Linked DNA regions of Mus musculus: region 1 is linked to region 2. A link is a contact called in public HiChIP or PLAC-seq data. All regions are on one chromosome and are shown on one strand. The core of a region is the stretch at or near the end of the contact, and the rest is flanking DNA. Distances in the headings are between cores, read along the strand shown.

Region 1 (3,359 bases), core at 618-3,117, 430 kb after region 2:
GTGGACAGATGGATGGATGGATGGATGGATGGATGGATGAGTTAGTGGATGGGTGGATAGATAGATGGATGGGTGGATGGATGAGTTAGTGGATGGGTGGATAGATGGATGGGTGGATGGATGAGTTGGTGGATGGGTGAGTGGGTGAATGGATGAGTGGGTGGGTAGATAGATGGATGGGTGGGTGGATGGATGATGATGATCTCTGACTTACAGTTGTTTGTGGTGCTGGGAACATAGACTCTTCCAGCCTTCTGCTTCACTTTCAGCTCAGGACCCAATAAATCAAATGAGATACTTTACCATAACATAACTGTTAGAATAAGTAATTTTGTTCAAATATAGACTAATATAAATGTTTTAATAATTTTTATGTAAACTCAGCTAAGGTATGACTTGCAATAGTATATGAAATACAGCTATGACTTACAAAATATACTCACAAAGTTGTCATGAGTTTATCCAGATACAGCCCTGTCGTAAGTAGAGGGCTGTCCAACTATCTATCCACCTCCTGTATACCTACCTGACTTAAGGAATTGGCTAATGGCTTATATTATGAAAGTCAAGAGGCTCCAGAATCTGCTGTCCACCAGCTGGAGACCCAGGCGAGCAGGTAGTCTAACTCCTGGTAGAAATCTGAAGGCTTGAGAAAGAGAAGCATCCATGGGATTTGTCCCTTCCCAAGATCTTGAGAAAGAGAAGCATCCATGGGAGTTGTCCCTTCCCAAGATCAAGAGAAGACAAGTAATCATACAGAGACAGCACCCCCTTCCTTTGCTTGAGAACTTTGGTTTCCTTCAGACCCTCTGTTGCTTGATGAACACTCAAATGGAGAAGGCACATTGCTTTACTCAGAGGAGACTTGTCCAGCTGCCCTAGGAATAGTGTTTAGCCAGTTCTCTAGGCAGTCTCTAGCCCACCATATTGATGCTCACAACTTTCACAGGCACTGGGTGACCATCCACAGCTCAGCATAGGACCTTAATGAATGTCATCCCGGCTGCTTAGCAGGCGGGGCCGGTAGCATCTAATACATGATAGTTACAATGCTTCCATTCTCGGGTTTGAAGGATCTTTACTGTTTTCAAAATGCCAGGTTTCCAGCCAGTCCCAATGGACACTGCATTAAAAAGTTAGAGCTATTCATCTGGGAGCCTGTCTTCCAAGACTCCTCAAAATGTCATTCTGCACGATAATAAATGGCAGATACAAATAAATAACATGAAGTTAAACCTTTGTTTTATACCTGTGACTGTACATGAGAAGACATTGTCCCCTCTCCTGCTCTTTAGGACATTGCTTTCCTTCCCTGTTAGGCTTAATGTTAGGGACAACCAAGAAGAAGGGGGCTGTTGCTATTGTTCAAGGAAGTTGGAGTTCTAGAGCACCCAGTGAGAAATTCTTCACCCATTTCCCTTGACTTTTAGACAGATATATTCTTAACTGATGGATTCTTTCTCTGAAATACGCACTTGTTGATCTCTTCCAACGTCAGCTTCCTTAACTATGGGAACCACAGGAACTGATGTAAGTTTAGTGTTATAAAGCTCTTTGAGATTCTTGGTCAGTTGTTTATATTTTATACATAAAGCAGTGGAAGTTCAGAGGCGTTTAGGACTTAGCCCAAGGCCCCCAGGTGAATGAGTGGCTGGCTGAAGCAGTAGTGGCCCTGCGGGTTGTTCATACTCAAACCTACGCCACCAACAACTTAGTTCATTTTACCATTTTACTTCAGATCGACACATCCAGAGAAGGCAGCACTGGAACTTTTCTGTTCTGGGTCACAGCTTAGGGCTCTGAGGAGAGACTTGGCTCTCATCACAGGCCAGTGTAGGGGCTTCTCAGGGAGTCATTGCTTCCTGTGGGTAACATCATGTGGTATGTGCTCAAGTGAACTGCCAGTCGCTTTCAGTTTCTATTTCTAGGGCAGATTTACTCTCTGTAGCTGAAACTGACGTTTACGCTGCCTGCAACCCTACCACAAATTAAAATCAGACCCTGAATCTGTCTGGGGAAGATGTTTATTAAGCTGTAGGAAGACATCTAAAATGAGTCCAAATTACATTTTAAATGTGAAACCCCAAATTCCACATTAATTTAAGGGCAGGAATAAGACTGTCTGGAGAGTAATTTGGGTACAGTACAAGTCACCCCTCTTTGGCACAACACAAGGCCACCAGGGGAGAGAGAAAGGTGCCTCTACATGACTTTTTCTAAAGTATTTCCACCTAAAAGATTTTTTGTTTGTTGGTCTGTTTTTCTCAATGAACTTAAAAGAAAAACAAGCTTTTTTAAAAGACTTGATGTCCTTAATAGATGTAGACATTTAAATTTTTAAATTTTATTTATCCACAACTATTCTATACTTTGTTGGCTTTACTGGTTTTTGAGGCAGAATTGCACTGTGGAACCCAAGCTGGCCTCAATTGTGACCCTCTTGTCTTGGCCTCCCAGGTGCTGGGATGAGAGGTGTGTTCCACTGTGCATCACCCCTTCAAATGTATTCACAAATACGGTGACAAGAGGCTTGGGAGAAACAGCAAAGAAAAACAGGTCAAAAGTATTCAACCCTGGGGCTGATAAGACTGCTCAGTGGGTAAACGAAATGGCCACACAAGCCCTATCATCCGTGTTCGCTCTCCAGACCCCATAGTGGAAGAAAAGACTGATTCAAACAGTCACACTCGTTCATACATGTACATACATACAAGCATGCTAATGATAACTAAGAATAAAGTGAAGCCTAGCTTTCAATGTTTGACCCAGCTAATACAGTCCAATTTATCCAAAATTCAAGTCTTTTTAGGTTTCATTGTTGTTGTTTTGGAGGTTATTTTATTTTGTTTTGTTTGTCTCTCTCTCTCTCTCTCTTTTTTTGCCTTTTAGTATGTAATCTGCTTGCTGTGTTTGTATGTGTGGTGAGTGTGTTCATGCACAGAACATGGCCACTGTCTCTATCTTGCTACTTAATAACAGAAGCAGCCCTGACCCTAGGGAAGCAGCAGCCATGGCCACTTGCCTGTGTGTCCAGTCCATCCCAGGCTGAGAAGGCCTCTGAGATCCTTCCATACAAAGTGCGAAGTATATACCAAGTATCATAATTACAAACTTTATTGCTGAGATTTGATTGTTTCAGATTAGTATCAGTTCAGCTCCTGCAAAGCCAGTAGACTTTGAAGGTAGCTCTGGGAGGTTGTACAAAAGAATGACTTCCTAGAACCCCTGCCCTGCTCCAATGTCCCTTGCTTAAGACAAGGGCTAATCTGACCTGACCACACCTTCCCTAAAAGTCAGAATGCTACTTCATGTTACCATGGTCTTTAAAAAAAAAAGACAAGAAAAATCAAAAATAAAAT
Region 2 (3,553 bases), core at 318-2,817:
TGGGAGAGGTTTCGCCTAATGCTGTAGAGACTTGATGCCCCATGAAAGGGACATGCCTGGGGTGGGGGTGGAGGTGGGGGGAGAAAGCACCCTCTCAGGGGCAAAGGGGAGGGAGGATGGAGTAAAGAATTCTGGGAGGGGAGACTGGGAGGGGGCAACATTTGGAATGTAAATAAATAAAATAATTGAAAAATATATAATAAAAACAAATTAAGATGAACAAAAGGATATAGACTCCAGAAGAGGCACTCAGCTCTTTAATACTGCTGGTAGGAAATCCAGATAATGGGCAGTGAGAGGCAAAGGTACTTGCTGCACAAGCCTGATGACCTGGGTTCAATCCTTGGAACCCAAGCAAAGGTGGGAAAGGATGCTTGACTACACAAAGATGTCCTCTGACCTCCATTAAATGCACCATGCACATAGTAATCTCTCTCTCACACACACAGAGAAAGAGAGAGAGAGAGAGAGAGGGAGAGGAAGAGGGAGAGGGAGAGGGAGAGGGAGAGGGATTGGGAGAGGGAGAGGGAGAGGGTTTGGGAGAGGGAGAGGGAGAGGGAGAGGGAGAGGGAGAGGGAGAGGGAGAGGGAGAGGGAGAGGGAGAAGGAGAGGGAGAGAAGCCATGGCTAAGTCTGAGTTGGTGGAGCTAGAGAAGTCAGTGGCTGACCTGTAGGCAATCAGATGTGTACTATGAAGGAAGCCTGCCCAAGGAGCTCCTGGGAACGTCGGGGAAGCCCTCTGTGCAGAAATCTTCTCTTCACTTCTCCTTCTCTACAATTCAGTTATCTCCTGGGATCTACAGAGGATTTGTTCCAGGGCATGCATCCCCTCAAGGGTGGCAAAAAAAAAAAAAAAAAAGGATGTTCAAGTCCATTATATAGAGTGCTCTAATATTTCCATAATCTGCACACGTGCTGTGTACTTTTAAATCACCCCCAGACAATGAATGATAGCAATGAAATACAAATTATCTGTAAAGCTTTGTGCTACTATGTTGCTTAGAGAATCATCGTAAGAGAGTCAGCATGTGCTTATTAGAACCCGTAAGATATTGTTTCAAATGCTTTTGGACTGGAATTCACTGAGCTCACAAATGTGGACTCTAGAGCTAAGGGACCCACAGTTAGGTAGGTCCTTCACCTAAGCTCAGAATTGGTGTATAATTACAGTGGACAAAAGTCTCCCTCCTTACATCTCCTAGTGTTGTACCTTCTGTGAGATCCTAGACTCCCATTAGATCGCCACAGAGTCTAAATCATCTGCCAGGACTCTAAGGCAACCAGTGGTGATGCCAACAAAGGACTGAATCCAGTGTCCATCCAGTCTGCTATGGGACCATCCTCTGGCACAATGCTAGTGAGCCTGGACTATGGGGGTCTTGTCGGCCAATGGCAGGGAGTGACCAATAGCCTCCTGTTGCTTATTTAGTGTAGGTCTCAATACAAAATGCTGCTCCTGAGTCTCCACTAAAACTTCCTGTTTCTTCAGGCTTTCTTATTCGGTCAGAACTGCCCGCAGAAATGTCAACTCATGTCAGTCAGGCCGCTTGAAAGTCCCACAATTTCCTCAGCTTTCTGGGTATGATCCAGGGAAGAGTGGCAGCTTCTGCCACTTCAATATGACACGCGGAGTTACACTGTGGGAAATCTTGACCGTCCAGAAGGTTCTCCACCAAACTTAGTGGCCCTCCCGAGTCACAGCAGGCAGAGGCCTGCTGTCTGATCGTTGAAATGACAGCGGCTTGGGAATGGTACAGTCATACTCCGTTACTCTTGCTCCTCTCCTTGCTCCCTTAGGACCTGTATCCAAAAGGAGTCGCCTGCAGTTTACACTGAGCATCCCTCACCCCCAACTCCAACCCGGTGAGGAAAAACCCAGACACTGGGAGATGTAATCGGGTCTACCACCAATTCTATGGCAGTATATTCTAAGTAAAATGCAACATGGCTGGCCCTTCATAGCCTGGGTTCTACACCCATGTCTCAATCAACTGCAGATGGAAATTTTTATGGGGGAGGGGCGAGGAAAGCTTTCGTCCTGAGCATGGACAGACTCTTGTTCTTGTCCTTATTCTCCAAATAGCGCTGCATAAGAACAGTCCCCATCGCGCTCCCAGAGTATTCTACATTATAAATACTCTAGACATGATTTAAAGTATACTGCAGTACTTTCATAGATCGTATCCAAATACTTCTCCATTCTATCTGAGGGATTTGAACATTGGTCAGTCACTGACGGGTATTGAGGATATAGTGAGTGGAACACATTCACATTCTTTTCCAGAGGATTAGCTACAAGAGCCAGACACTAATGTGGGTTTTGGAATACATTGGCTTAGTGTAATTATAAATGTACATAAGCTGGTGATTCATGAGCTTTCAAATTATACATCTGCATTTAATTTCATGTCGAAGTGTTTCTAAATCCTCAGAAAATGATGTTTCCAAATGTTTCTGGCTCACTAAACCTTCTATTCTTTAAAAAGTCTTCATCAAAGGCAACTGAACTCATCCAACACCTTCACATAGAATCTGATGAGTGGAAGACGCTTGCTGGTAATGTAAATAGATTGGGCCAAAGACATTCAGGGAGAAACTTCTCGAATTTGAAACACAATAACCCGCCAAATGGATTGTTGCTGTTTTGGGTTTCTACTTAAACGGGTTGGAAGAAAAAAGCAGGAAGTGATTGTGAATGAGCAGATTAGTCAGTCCATCCTGTTATCAGTCCCTCCCCCAACCCCCACTTCATTCCTGCCACCACTCCCACCCCTGACTGTTACACTTTGCCTCCTGCCAGGGTAGGGTACTTTTTGCCCTTCGTTGGCTAAAATGATCCTGATGCAGTCAGAAATTCAACCAAGCATGTTGCCACTGGGTGGCACAATTGGAAGTCTGTAGAGATCGGACCTCTAAAGTAGCCCCTTTTAGACCGGGATCTATAAACACTGCCTCCGCCGCTGCCCATCCCGATCGCTTTCTCTTCAGGACTGTTTACAAAACGGAGGAAGTCTGTGGCTTTTCAAAGAGTGTGGATTTCACTCTGGAAGTCTTTCTGTTGTGATTATACAAAATTAACTCGAGCCCCCCTCCCCCACCTCCCTTTTAAAGCTTATCTTCTTTTTTGATCTGAGAATTCCAAGTAGTGAATGAAGCCTGAGGTGGGTTTTGGGTATGGTCGTGAACTTGTGGATAGAAAAAAAAAAAAAAGCAGCGAATGTGCTCTGTCCCTGTTCTCCATTCCTGGGGCTGTAGAATGGTAGGTACCTGCTGCGTGTAGCTGTTTTAAGTTAATTAACATTCGGTGAATTAAAACTTCAGACTCTCATTTACTGTATCCCTATTTTGAGCATGAGAAGGCCGATATGGTAGCTCTCATATAAGACAGACAGAACAGTTCCACCCCACAGAAAGTTCAGTGAGAAAGAAAGGGTGATGTGGGTTCATATCACCTAAGGACACTGGGAAGCCTTGTCTAGAAGTTCCGGTATGCAATGCCAGCGGGAGTCCGAGACAGAAAGACCATACTTTCAAGGTTTTCCTGGCCTATCATA

The links. HiChIP or PLAC-seq counts read pairs in DNA pulled down with a chosen protein or histone mark.
Region 1: a contact with region 2 is called in an H3K27ac HiChIP or PLAC-seq map of bone marrow-derived dendritic cells, with 3 times the contacts expected there. The contact joins two enhancer-like sites. A contact is called at or near these places in 1 of 484 Hi-C or Micro-C datasets (cortical neurons) and 2 of 115 datasets of contacts at active chromatin or transcription factors (bone marrow-derived dendritic cells and bone marrow-derived macrophages).

Annotation. Positions count from the first base shown.
Region 1 is chr6:53,588,089-53,591,447 of GRCm38.p6, forward strand. All of the region lies in intron 5 of Creb5 (cAMP responsive element binding protein 5), which reads left to right. The region is part of intron 3 of Gm33392 (a long non-coding RNA gene); the gene reads right to left. Among named protein-coding and RNA genes, the nearest start is that of Gm33392, 3.1 kb to the right of the region's middle. Within about 2 kb of position 1,868, at least 135 of the 459 cell types and tissues checked have an H3K27ac peak or open chromatin away from gene starts, as enhancers often do. A contact at or near this core is called in bone marrow-derived dendritic cells, where this site is marked.
Region 2 is chr6:53,161,809-53,165,361 of GRCm38.p6, forward strand. No RefSeq gene overlaps it. Among named protein-coding and RNA genes, the nearest start is that of Gm4872, 58 kb to the right of the region's middle. Within about 2 kb of position 1,568, at least 16 of the 459 cell types and tissues checked have an H3K27ac peak or open chromatin away from gene starts, as enhancers often do. A contact at or near this core is called in bone marrow-derived dendritic cells, where this site is marked.